2 separate regions of the Mus musculus genome follow, and region 2 is linked to region 1. The links are chromatin contacts, called in public HiChIP or PLAC-seq maps. All regions are on one chromosome and are shown on one strand. The core of a region is the stretch at or near the end of the contact, and the rest is flanking DNA. Distances in the headings are between cores, read along the strand shown.

Region 1 (5,738 bases), core at 2,172-4,671:
AAAGGTTAGGAAGCAGGGTTTGTAGACCTGTTTAGAAGTAGTTCTTTGGGGAGATCGAAATCTTTGTTATCAAGATAGCGGCGGTCCAGTCTAATCAGCAAACACCAAACAGGAATCACTAGTTGAGGCTCGATTCAGAAGAAACCACAAGTCTCTGCCAATCAGCCGGAGTCCTCAGAAGTGACAAGAAGCAGCCGGAATATCACCGGAAGTTCTTTGCCGAGTTACTCCCTACAAAGTCCCAACAAGTGAAGATCAGCGAGCGGCTCGGTGCAAGGCGAAGCAAGGCCAGAGCTTCCACACTCCGTTTGTGGGGTCGTATTTATATTTCTTCTAACCATCGCTTGTCTGCTTCAGCAAAATATCACACGACACAACTGAGGCCCCAAAGAAACCTGAAGTGGAGGCTTCTGAATATGCGAGGTGATGCAGACTCCCGTGGTGTTTTGCTGAGGTAAGACCTGTGGGACACATGCTGTTTGGAAAGGCTATAAATAGGACTCCGCAGACAGTGGCAGCAGGCTTGCATAGCTAACTTTGCAACGCTTTGTTGGTCTTGCTTCCTCGATCTTTGCTTTGCTGAGAGAGGCTCAGCAGAGAACTTCTCTCAGGCAGCGTCCTGGCAGTTTCTGCTTGACCCTGCTACCACTGCTGATTGCTGTTTGGTGTCCTGACACTACTGAACTGGACTGCAGGTTACCCTGACAAGTGGAGATTGAAACTGCCCCCAAAGAATTCCCTCTAAACAGGTCCACATACCCTTGTCCTATTTACCATTTTTTCTCCCCTACCTTTGGACAATGGGCTGGCGGGGGGTAGGGGAAGTCAAAGCCTTTGTGAACCCTTATTAAAAGTAGGTTTTAGGTCTGGAGAGATGGCTCAGCGGTTAAGAGCACTGACTCCTCTTTCCGAGGTCCTGAGTTCAAATCCCAGCATCCACATGGTGGCTCACAACCATCTGTAATTAGATCTGATGCCCTCTTCTGGTGTGTCTAAAGATAGCAACAGCCAGTCAGGCAGTGGTGGCCCACACCCAGCACTTGGGGGGAAGAGGCAGGTGGGATCTCTGAGTTTATGGCATACTTGGTCTACAGAATGAGTTTAGGGACAGCCAGGGCTACACAGAGAAACCCTGTCTCAAACAAACAAACAAACAAACAAACAAAAACCTACATAAAAACAAATCAACCCCTCAAAAAATGGAGAGTTGGGAAAGAGAGGAAAGGAAAGATAAAAGGCATGGTGGACTTAGCATCTAAGACAGGAGAGTCTGCAGGACTCACCAGGAAGGGCCTATTTATTTCTTGTTTACCATCTAAAAATACTTGTGATTTTTTTTTGTATGTTTCCAATGTGTGTGTGTGTGTATACCTGTTCATGTGTGAGAGGGGTGTGCCAGTGTGTGTGTGCAATCAGAAGACAACCTCTGTGTGAGTTCTGGCCTGCCACCTTGTTTGAAATGCCTCAGCCACACAGGGATAGTTTATTGAGCATTTGCCCCAGGACTGATGGATCAGGGTCAAAGTCCAAACTCAGGAGCTGACTGGAAACCCAAGCCAGGATCCTTCAGAGCTTTTAAGTCTGAAATCCATGAACATCTGTGCCAAGTTCTTCAACCAGTCAGGATGTAGGGATAGGGGACTTCCCTGGGAACATGTTTTTGTTGTACACTTATCCTGTTCCTATTGGTTGGGATATTCAATTGTGGCAGGGACTTACCTTGCCTAACATTCATCTCGTGACTTGCCAACCAGGATGTCAGTTACCCATGTATATGACTCTTTCTGCCAAATAGGATGTCAATTTCCAGGGAGGTCTTGGGAACTTAAAGCTTTCCACAACCCCTATACAAAATGGAAGTCTTGTTCCAAATGTATTTTTATATTGGGACAGGTGGCTCTCTTGTGTTGGTGTCCACCCCAAGGGCATCTTATAAAGGCAAAAACCATAAAAGCTTATACATAGGTACAGAAAGTGTTGCTGGGCCGATGGGTCAAGTCCAAGCTTATTGTAGCTATACAAAGCAGTTCTGACTGACCTCTGTTGTGATTGGTTTCTAAGAACACCAAAACACAGAACATAACAGAATATGTAATCAACTTGGGCATGAGAAAGTTTCCTAGTAGCAATAGAAACAGTGTAGGAGACTGATTCCTTGTAACAGTAATAACAGCATTAAATGGCTGGCTAGACAGACAGGCAGTTACCCAGGCCTTGATATGAGGCACAGTGTCTTATGGTATGTCCAGACTAGCTGATTGGCAAGCTGCAAGGGAGTCCTCTTGCCCTTCCCATTTCACTACTGCAGGAGAGTTTCAGTGACCCATGGAAAATCTATATACTGAAGGAAGTCAACATCCAAGTGTTGTTGCTTTGTGGGTGTGCTGAGTAACATACCATTCTCTGGACATTTGCATCACATTCTTCTTGAATCTGACAAATGCTGGGGCCAAGGGCCCTAAAAAAATAACAATTGGATGCTTGGTGATAGTGGCTTTCTTTTTTTTTTAAATTTTATTTTATATATATGGGTACATGCATGGTTGTGTACAACATGCCTCCCTAGTGCACTCAGGGGTCAGAAGAGGGTGCCAGACCTCCTGGAACTGGAGTTATAGATGGTTGTGAGCCACCATGCAGACGCTGGGAATTGAACCCAGTCCTCTGGAAGAGCAGCCAGTGCTCTTAACCAGTGAGTTCTCTCTTTAGACTGAGATAACTAGATAACTTTATTTTTGGTAGAAAAGGTGATCTTACTCTGTGGTAGAGGCTACCACTGCCCCTCCAACTCTAGGGACTCCAGCACTCCTTTTCTGTGTGTACCCCACACATACTGCATACACATGTAAATGAACAAAATAAGACACAAAACAAACAAACAAAACAGAAAGAGTTGATGGGATGGGGGGGGGCAGGGGGAAGTGTTGAAGCAAAGTAAAAGAGCCTATGGTGCTTAGAGGAGGCCTAAGAACTCATGACTTGGTCTCTTGAAAAGTGCCTGCCTAGGACCCCTGAGGCCTAGGTTTCATTCCAGGACTACAAAACTTAACGGGGCAGAGTCCTCCTGTATCCAAACAGCTGGGAGGTCGAGGCAGGGGGTACTTAAGGCCAGCCTCCTTCTATGAAACTGGATCTCAAAACAACAAAAGATGCTGGGTCATGGTGTGGGGGTGGTGCACACCTTTATTCTCAGTACTCTGGAGACAGAGGCAGACAGATTTCTATTAGTTCCAGGACAGCCTGGTCTACAGGACAAGTTCTGGGACAGCCAGGGCTACACAGAGAAACCCTGTCTCAAAAAAAAAACAAAACCAAACCAAACAAACAAGCAAAAACCCCAACAGGGACCATATTCCTCAGTCTTGTGTGCACATTCCAAGAGTGAATCACACCGCCTCATTTGGTTTCACAGCCCCTGGGGACAAAGGCCTGAAGTGCATTTTTTACATACCAGAGGAGACCTGGTTCCCAGGTTCTCCCAGCATCCCTCAGTCCCAGCCTGGCACACGATGCCCCTGCCTGAATGTACCAGCCTCTTCCTCCACAGCTCCTCCCTATATACTCCAGACATTTGACATTTGCTCTTCTTCTTCGTCGTGTCATCTTTCTTTCTTTCTTTCTTTCTTTCTTTCTTTCTTTCTTTCTTTCTTTCTTTCTTTCTCTCTCTCTCTCTCTCTCTCTCTCTCTTTCTCTTCTTCTTCTTCTTCTTCTTCTTCTTCCTCTCCTCCTTCTTCCTCTCCTTCTTCTTCTTTCTCCTCCTCCTCCTCCTCTTCCTCCTCCTCTTCCTTCTTCTTCTTCTTCTTCTTCTTCTTCTTCTTCTTCTTCTTCTTCTTCTTCTTCTTCTTCTTCTTCTTCTTCTTCTTCTTCTCTCTCTCTCTCCCTCCCTCACTCCCTCCCTCTCCCTCTCCTCCTCTTCCTCTCCTTCTCCTCTCCTCTTCTCTTCTCTTCTCTTCTCTTCTCTTCTCTTCTCTTCTCTTTCTGCACAATTGCCCACTTCCTTTTCTCTCCCTCTTCTTCCCCCTGCCCTGTCCCCAGGGCAAGTTCCCCTGGCCTTGGTCCTTGGGGCTAGTAAACTCACCCAACCTAGAACAGCTTCCCAATAAACCTGCCTTTAATATCATCTAATCTAGTTTAAATTGGCTCATTTTATGGGCAGTGAAGAAATAACATAGCAGATGGTGACACAACTGTGAAAAGATCAGTACCTATCCTGATGGCCATGGCCATTCCTGAGCACATAGGGACCACTCTATCACTCTCTCCTCTTCTAGGTACATCATTTCTTTTTTATTTATTTATTTATTTATTTATTTATTTATTTATTTATTATATGTAAGTACACTGTAGCTGTCTTCAGACACTCCAGAAGAGGGCTTGATGCCCTCTTGTTACGGATGGTTGTGAGCCACCATGTGGTTGCTGGGATTTGAACTCCTGACCTTCGGAAGAGCAGTCGGGTGCTCTTACCCACTGAGCCATCTCACCAGCCCCGGTACATCATTTCTTGAGACTCTGTAAGTACCCATCACCAGCTACATCGTCTCACTTAACCCTTACAACCCCAAGGTGGGCTCATCTGCAGCAACCAGCTGTGTAGGGATGAGAAATTCCATTTCCTAGTAATATTGGCTTCCCTCAGAGCACTCAGCAAAACTCTGCCAATGGAATAGCCAAGACTGTCTTTTGATAGCAGGGGTGGCAGTAGTGGTGTGATGGACTGGTATCCTTGCAATCTATCTATCAGACAATTGAAAAACTGGACCCCAAAGACATAGGCATTTCCCCAGGAATACCTTGCTGGGAGGAGCAAAAGCCCCAGCAGGACATGGGGGATGGGCTGGGGTGGGGGTGGGAGACATGTGGAGCAGTTGCCTTTCCAAAGGAGACTTTACCCAATCCTAAAGTTTTGTCACGCTGGGGGAGGAGTGGAGCAAACTTTACTCTAAGCACTCAGGAGGCGGAGGCAGGCTGATCTCTGAGTTGGAGGCTAGAATGATTTAGAGTGAGTTCCAGGACAGCCAGGGCTGCACAGAGAAACCCTGTCTCAAAACAAAATAAAAACAAAAAAGAAGCAGCAGATATTATTATAGATGGGTTTAAGCCTCCATATACTTTCTTTGATATTACAGAAGCCCACATTTCAGAAACTTTAAATCTCTCTCTCCTCTCTGTTCTCTCTCTCTCTGTAGGCAAGGCTAGCCTTAAACTTAAAGATCCAACTGCCTCTTTCTTCCCAGTGTTGAGATTAATGGCATACACTACCACTGCCAGGCAACACTTTGAAAAAAATGAAAAAAAAATGAGATTTGGGGTTTTATAGAGAATTTGGATTTTAAAAGAGACTGGATTTTTTGTGTACATGAGTACACTGTAGAAGTCTTCAGACACACCAAAAGAGGGCATGGGATCCCATTACAGATGAGCCATCATGTGGTTGCTGGGAATTGAACTCAGAACCTCTGGAAGAGCAGTCACAGTGTTCTTACCTGCCCTCTCTCTAGCCCCAAAGACTGGATTTTTTTTAAAAGATTTATTTATTTATTATATGTAAGTACACTGTAGCTGTCTTCAGACACTCCAGAAGAGGGCATCAGATTTCGTTATGGATGGTTGTGAGCCACTATGTGGTTGCTGGGATTTGAACTCGGGACCTTCAGAAGAGCAGTCGGCGCTCTTAACCACTGAGCCATCTCGCCAGCCCCTGGATTTTTTTTTTAAGATTAAGTTTTTCATTTAAT
Region 2 (5,597 bases), core at 1,464-3,963, 1.1 Mb after region 1:
AACGTCTCACCTTGACAGACTACAAAGATTTCTGCAGATTCATGGCGAGAGGCTTGGGGCTTCGTGGCCTGGACACGGTGGAACAGCTGCTGGAAGATCCACAGCAAGGGCTGATAGTCTCGGGAACGAAAGACTTTTGTGATGAAACAACCACCACGGGCCAAAAAATCACAAGCCAAACGCAGAGCCATCAGAGTTAGGTGAGCTGTAGGACGGAAACAGTCAGGGAACCTCTGCAGCCTTTCGATGTGCTACCTCCACCCTCACCTCCAAGCCCACATTCCCTGTACCTTGGGAGTAAGCGTCATGGACCCAACTAGCCCCCACATTGGGAGCCCCATCATTGAGCACAACATCAACTTTCCAGGTCTTCAGCTCCTTCCTCAGGGCCTAATGAAAGTAAAGGGGTTCTAGCAATGGAAACACAGTAACTGCTAAGAACAGAACTCTGGTTCAGTCATCTGTCTAGTCATGCACTGAGCGCCCACCAGTGCCAACATCCTGCACCAGGTACTAGGGATGCAACAGCAACAAAAAATATACATCTTCCCCAAGCTTAGAATTAGTTCCCTGGAAAGAATTTTTCTGAAGATAGATCTCTCATCCTTCCACCAATTCACAGTACTATCCCTGCCAGGCACGGTGGCACTCGACTGCAATCCCAGAGGCAGAGGGAGAGAGACTGCAAGATCAAGGCCAAACTAGGCTATGTACTCAGCTCCACATCAGTGTGGGCTACACAGTTAGAAGCTATCCTAAAGTACACAGCAAGACTCTATCTCAGGGAAAAACAAAAACACTTGATTGTAAATAAAGATGGAAATGTACACAAGGATTGTCAGTCTTTTTGGCCACGTGCTTGAAACCATGGTAAATTGGGAAGTGTTTCATTCACTCTTCAGAGGCAATGACAGCCAGGCACTAGTGGCACACCCCTTTAATCCCAGCACTTGGGAGGCAGAGGCAGGCAGATTTCTGAGTTCAAGGCCAGCCTGGTCTACAGAGTGAGTTCCAGGACAGCCAGGGCTACACAGAGAAACCCTGTCTCGAAAGACCACACACACTAAATAAATAAATAAGTAGGCAATGACACCAGCACATAAAGAGGAAAGAAAAGAAGGAGAGGTCTTATTACCTGCCTACAGCGTTCTGTTGTGATATCCTCCTGGAGAGTCACCACATTGGGGAGAGGCTTGATTGGAACGAGGTCCACTCCTAAAAGATGTTAACTCAGTATTACAGGGTGGAGGAAGATGTAGGACAAAATTAGTACCTAACCCACCCCTCCCCCTCAAATACCCAAGAGTCACCCACCTACAATAAGACTGGATACAGGCATAAACTTGGCAGCCACCTGCAGCCTGTGAAAGAGACAGATTTAAATACCTTTCATCCTCCCTTGGCAAGGTGACTTCTCATCCCCTTAAGAGGCACCTGTTAAGTGTAGTGGCCAAATGTCTATGCATACATTCAAGAAGCAACCTGCTGGGCATGGCAACACAGGGCTGCATTACCAGCCACTAAGGAGGGCAAGAGATTAAGACCAAAAGTTCAAGGCCATCCTTGGCAATTTTTCAGCGTCCCTGTCTCAAAATAAAGCAATTGGAGATATAACTCGGTGGTGGAGGGGCTGCCTAGCATGAGTTAAGTCCTTAGCATGAGTTAAGTCCTTAGGTTCAGTACCACAAGAGGGGGAAAATGACGCTCCCTTCCAAAATTTGAGAGAGACACATACTATGGAATATTTAATCTGAATTGTGTAATCGGATTCCCATCCTCCCCGAAAAGCAACTCAAAGCCAACCAGTGCCAGGAACGTGTCATCATAGCAGCCCCTGCCAAACGTTACCATCCGCCAGGCGCAGCACACAGGTCCAACAAGGCCCGGGCTTTCTGCAGGAACTGAAAGCGGCGATTGAGCTGGATCAGTTTGAAGGCAGAGCGCGAACGATAACCTGGATCGTGGAGAGTGGGTGTATAAGGCAATACCGTCTACGGAGGCCTTTCCCAGGAGGAAAGCCTCACAATCCCATAACCCCCTCGAAGGAAAAGGAACTCGGGACTAGAAGAAGCGAAAAGACGGGGATGTTGTTCCTCAGCGCGAACCCACTCACCAGTCTCCTTGGCCAAGTGATAGAACTTGTCCCGCCGGCTCTTGCCTACTTTGCCTTTCTTGCCCATGGCGGGATGGGGGAGTATCACTCACTCTGGGGAGAAAGAAAAAGGTGAGATCGTCTTTCCGAGCACTGGATCTCGCTTCGGTTCCTCAGGCGGTGGAGCAATCACTTACCCAGACGTTAGATAGCCCTTAACTCCGCAGGTTTTCAACTCTTAGGAAGCAGCACATGTAGGCAGTAATCGTACTTCCGCTTCTGCGCGCGTTTCCTACATTCCTGGCGTCATGATTTCCGCCATTTTGAGTGTGGCCAAAATTTTTTTGTCAGCAGGCCTTACAAGTTAAAAGTAGAGGCTAGGAAGTAGAGTGCAATAACTCGTATCCTAAACGCTAGGAAGCATCAACCAGAAGTTCTATATCTCTTCACAAAACTAGTGACCTCCAGTAGAGCCTCTACTAATACAGCCACTGTGTTTGTATCGCCACACACCCCGCCCATTGACCCGGAACTGTTCTCGGTGGTGACCCAGGGCGCATGCTTTCGCCTCCGCGCCTGCGCGATAGAGTGACTTGGATGCCGGCGATCCCTGCCGAGAGAGGGAAGATGGCGCTTGATGGGCCAGAGCAGGTAAGGATTCTGCCGCGGCGGCTGGGCGGCATCCAAGCTGAGTGTGGAGTGCACAAAATCTGAAGTGAGGGGTGGCCACGAGCGAGAGGGTCCAGTGGATCAGGGGTGGGTGGATCACGTCAGACCGGACTCTGCCTGGGACTGGATCTGCTGTGTCAGCGCCGCCCTGAGGAAAGCAGGACAGGGGTGGGTGGAAACTGAATGAAGCTGGCAAGCCGGAATGGCCTGGGCTTCGACCTGGACTTGGTCCCTCTGTTCTGCCTTTGTCTGTAGTAGTTAAACCCTGGGGATGTGTAGCTCTAGCCACAGGGCAGTGCGCTCGGTGGGTATATGGCCCCTTGAGACTCCTAAAAGTCCTCGAAGGTAGGCGGTAATTGCATCCTTGTAGTGGATTCAGAAATGAAGGCTTAGAACCAAGAACTAAGCCTCCGAAGTTCAAACACACAGACCTCGCCCATCGAGATACCAGTTTCTGAGGAAAAGGGAATGGTATTTTCCTGACCTTGTTTCTTAAGCTATATGGTAGAGTGCCTCGAAAATACTTTGGCTTTACCCTTTAGTACTTTATGCCTTTTCTTTTTCTTTTCTTTTCTTTTCTTCTTTTTTTTTTTTAACACTTACACTTGTCTTCAGATGGAACTGGAAGAGGGGAAGGCAGGCAGTGGACTCCGTCAATATTATCTGTCCAAGATTGAAGAACTCCAGGTGAGTACAGACAGCAAAGGGAGCTAGTGGAGGACGGGAGCTGGTAGGTGCAGATTTCTCTGTGTCCTTTTTCCACTGGGAGTGCAGCAAAGAGTTCTTTTCCAATGTTGTTCGTTTGCAGCTCTTTGCTTGTCTGTTTCTTATGTGTATATGTATATATGCCTGCGTAAGCTTATGTGTATCACATATATACAGATGTCTGTGCAAGTCAGAAGAGGGCAGTGGATCCCCTGAAACTTGAGTTACGTACAAATAGTTATGAGCTACTACAGGTGCTGAGAACTAAACCCAGGCCCTCTGCAAAAGCAGTAAGAAACCCTCTTGACTGCTGAGCCATCTCTCCAGCTCCTTTGTAGTCAGGAGGTACCAAGCTGTGTAAGGTAGATTGATAATCTCTTTGATGGGAATAGTGTTTAGTTAGGATTTTTTGTTTGTGTGCTTGCTTGCTTGCTTTTCCAGGTTTTTCGTTTTATGTGTTTGGGTGTTTTGCTTGCATCCAATGTCTGTGCCCTACATTTGCCTGTGAAGGCCAGAAGACAGTGTAGGATGCCCTAGAAGTGGAGTTATAGAAAGTTGTGAGCGGCCATGTGGGTGCTGGGAATCGAACCCAGGTTCTCTAGAGGAGCGGCTGGCTCATTTATCCACCTCTCCGGGCCCAAGAGTCAAATATTACACCTGTAAGGTTGCCACTCCAGAGCCGAGGCAGGAGCAGTGTTTTGAGTTTGAAGCCAGTCTGGATTACGTACAGCCCTGTCTGGAAAACAAAACCACCTACAGAGGAACCACTGGCCAAAGGTGGGAGTGGGAGCGAGAATGGGTTTGGGAGGGAAGCCGCAGAGAGAATGCCTGAACCTCAGGCACATTTGCAGTTCTTCCGTTTAGTTTACTTTTTCTTCTTTAGACAAATGTCTCACCATGTACCCGCAACTGACCCACAACTCCCCATGTAGACCAGGCTGGACTCAGTCTCAGAATTCGCCTGCCTCCCAGGTGCTGGGATAAAAGCATGAGCCTCCACACCCAGTATGGTTTTTATCCCTTTTTAATGCTTCTCTATGTGATTTCATCCCTCCTGGGTCTGAAATGAAGCAGGAGAGTGGATGCTGTTGTCTGTCTTCTGTTGTCTTGCCTTTGTCTTATTTTTGTTTATTTAATGGATTTGTTAAAATAGAATCTCATTGTATAGCCCAGACTGGTCTGACACTCTCCAGCTCCCAGCCTCAGCCTCATTAGGGTTGGAATTACGAGCCTGTGTCATCATGCCTACCTATTAGACTAACTGTTTTTCCTAATTTTTGGGTTTTTTTTTTTTTGTTTTGTTTTTTCCTAATTTTATATTTTGAAATCCTTATCACCACCACCACCCTAAATACTTAAATACAACCTGTTCAGTCTATATAATGTTACCTGTATGTATATGCTCACTTGGTATTGGATAACCAAATGGGGGTTCCTCCTTGGAGAAGTCTGTTGTCCTCTTAGCATTCCTCAGGAGCCCTTAATTCTTTGTCTAGGGTTGAGGCGCCATGAATGAACCTCTCCCCTCCGGGTTAGCAAGCAAGCCCGTTGGTGTCATCAATGCTCAGGACTTAATTTAAGCAGCCATATTGATGAGATTTCATGAGTGTGGCCTCTGACATTTCTAAGAGACAGTCTCCCAGCAGACTTTTGTCTCTCTGGCTCCTGGAATCTTGGAGCTCCGAGCCTTAGGTGTAGGGGTTGCGTTGTACGTGCGTCAGTTGGGACCCGGCACTGCTGAGTCTCGGTCTCTACATTTTGATCAGTTGTGGTTGTCTGTAATTGTCTCCGTTTGCTGCCAAGAGAAGTTTCTTGAGAAGGGATTAGAACTACATTTGTCTATAGTAAATGCACTGCAGTTAGGAATGATGCAGGTAAAGTGGTGATTGTAGGTTCTCCAAGATCCATAACTTAACTAGCCCAGGGTAGTTGGCTATGTTTCTAATACCAGGTGTGGTTTTCCTCCTGTTAAGCAGGCTGCAAGTCCAATTTGAGAACTGTTGGGCGCCACCACAGTAATCGCGGTTCATAGGCATCGTAGCTGAAGAGAACTGTTGGTTGCTCGCCCCCCCCCCCCTCCTGCCCCCGAGAAGCTTGTGTGGCGCCTTAGGGAAAAGGCAGCCAAATCAAG

What was found. HiChIP or PLAC-seq counts read pairs in DNA pulled down with a chosen protein or histone mark.
Region 2: an H3K27ac HiChIP or PLAC-seq map of embryonic stem cells shows a contact between it and region 1, with 7 times the contacts expected there. The contact joins the promoter of Psmc5 here to the enhancer-like site in region 1. A contact is called at or near these places in 2 of 115 datasets of contacts at active chromatin or transcription factors (both in embryonic stem cells).

What each region holds. Positions count from the first base shown.
Region 1 is chr11:105,156,725-105,162,462 of GRCm38.p6, forward strand. No RefSeq gene overlaps it. Among named protein-coding and RNA genes, the nearest start is that of 1700052K11Rik, 22 kb to the right of the region's middle. Within about 2 kb of position 3,422, at least 38 of the 459 cell types and tissues checked have an H3K27ac peak or open chromatin away from gene starts, as enhancers often do. A contact at or near this core is called in embryonic stem cells, where this site is marked.
Region 2 is chr11:106,253,472-106,259,068 of GRCm38.p6, forward strand. Psmc5 (protease (prosome, macropain) 26S subunit, ATPase 5) reads left to right here and starts at 2,714. Exons shown (of 11, transcript NM_008950.1): 1 at 2,714-2,743; 2 at 3,377-3,448. The coding sequence starts at 2,720. It overlaps Ftsj3 (FtsJ RNA methyltransferase homolog 3 (E. coli)), which reads right to left and starts at 2,613. Exons shown (of 21, transcript NM_025310.3): 1 at 2,290-2,613; 2 at 2,114-2,206; 3 at 1,849-1,954; 4 at 1,315-1,361; 5 at 1,136-1,215; 6 at 291-390; 7 at 11-205. The coding sequence starts at 2,180.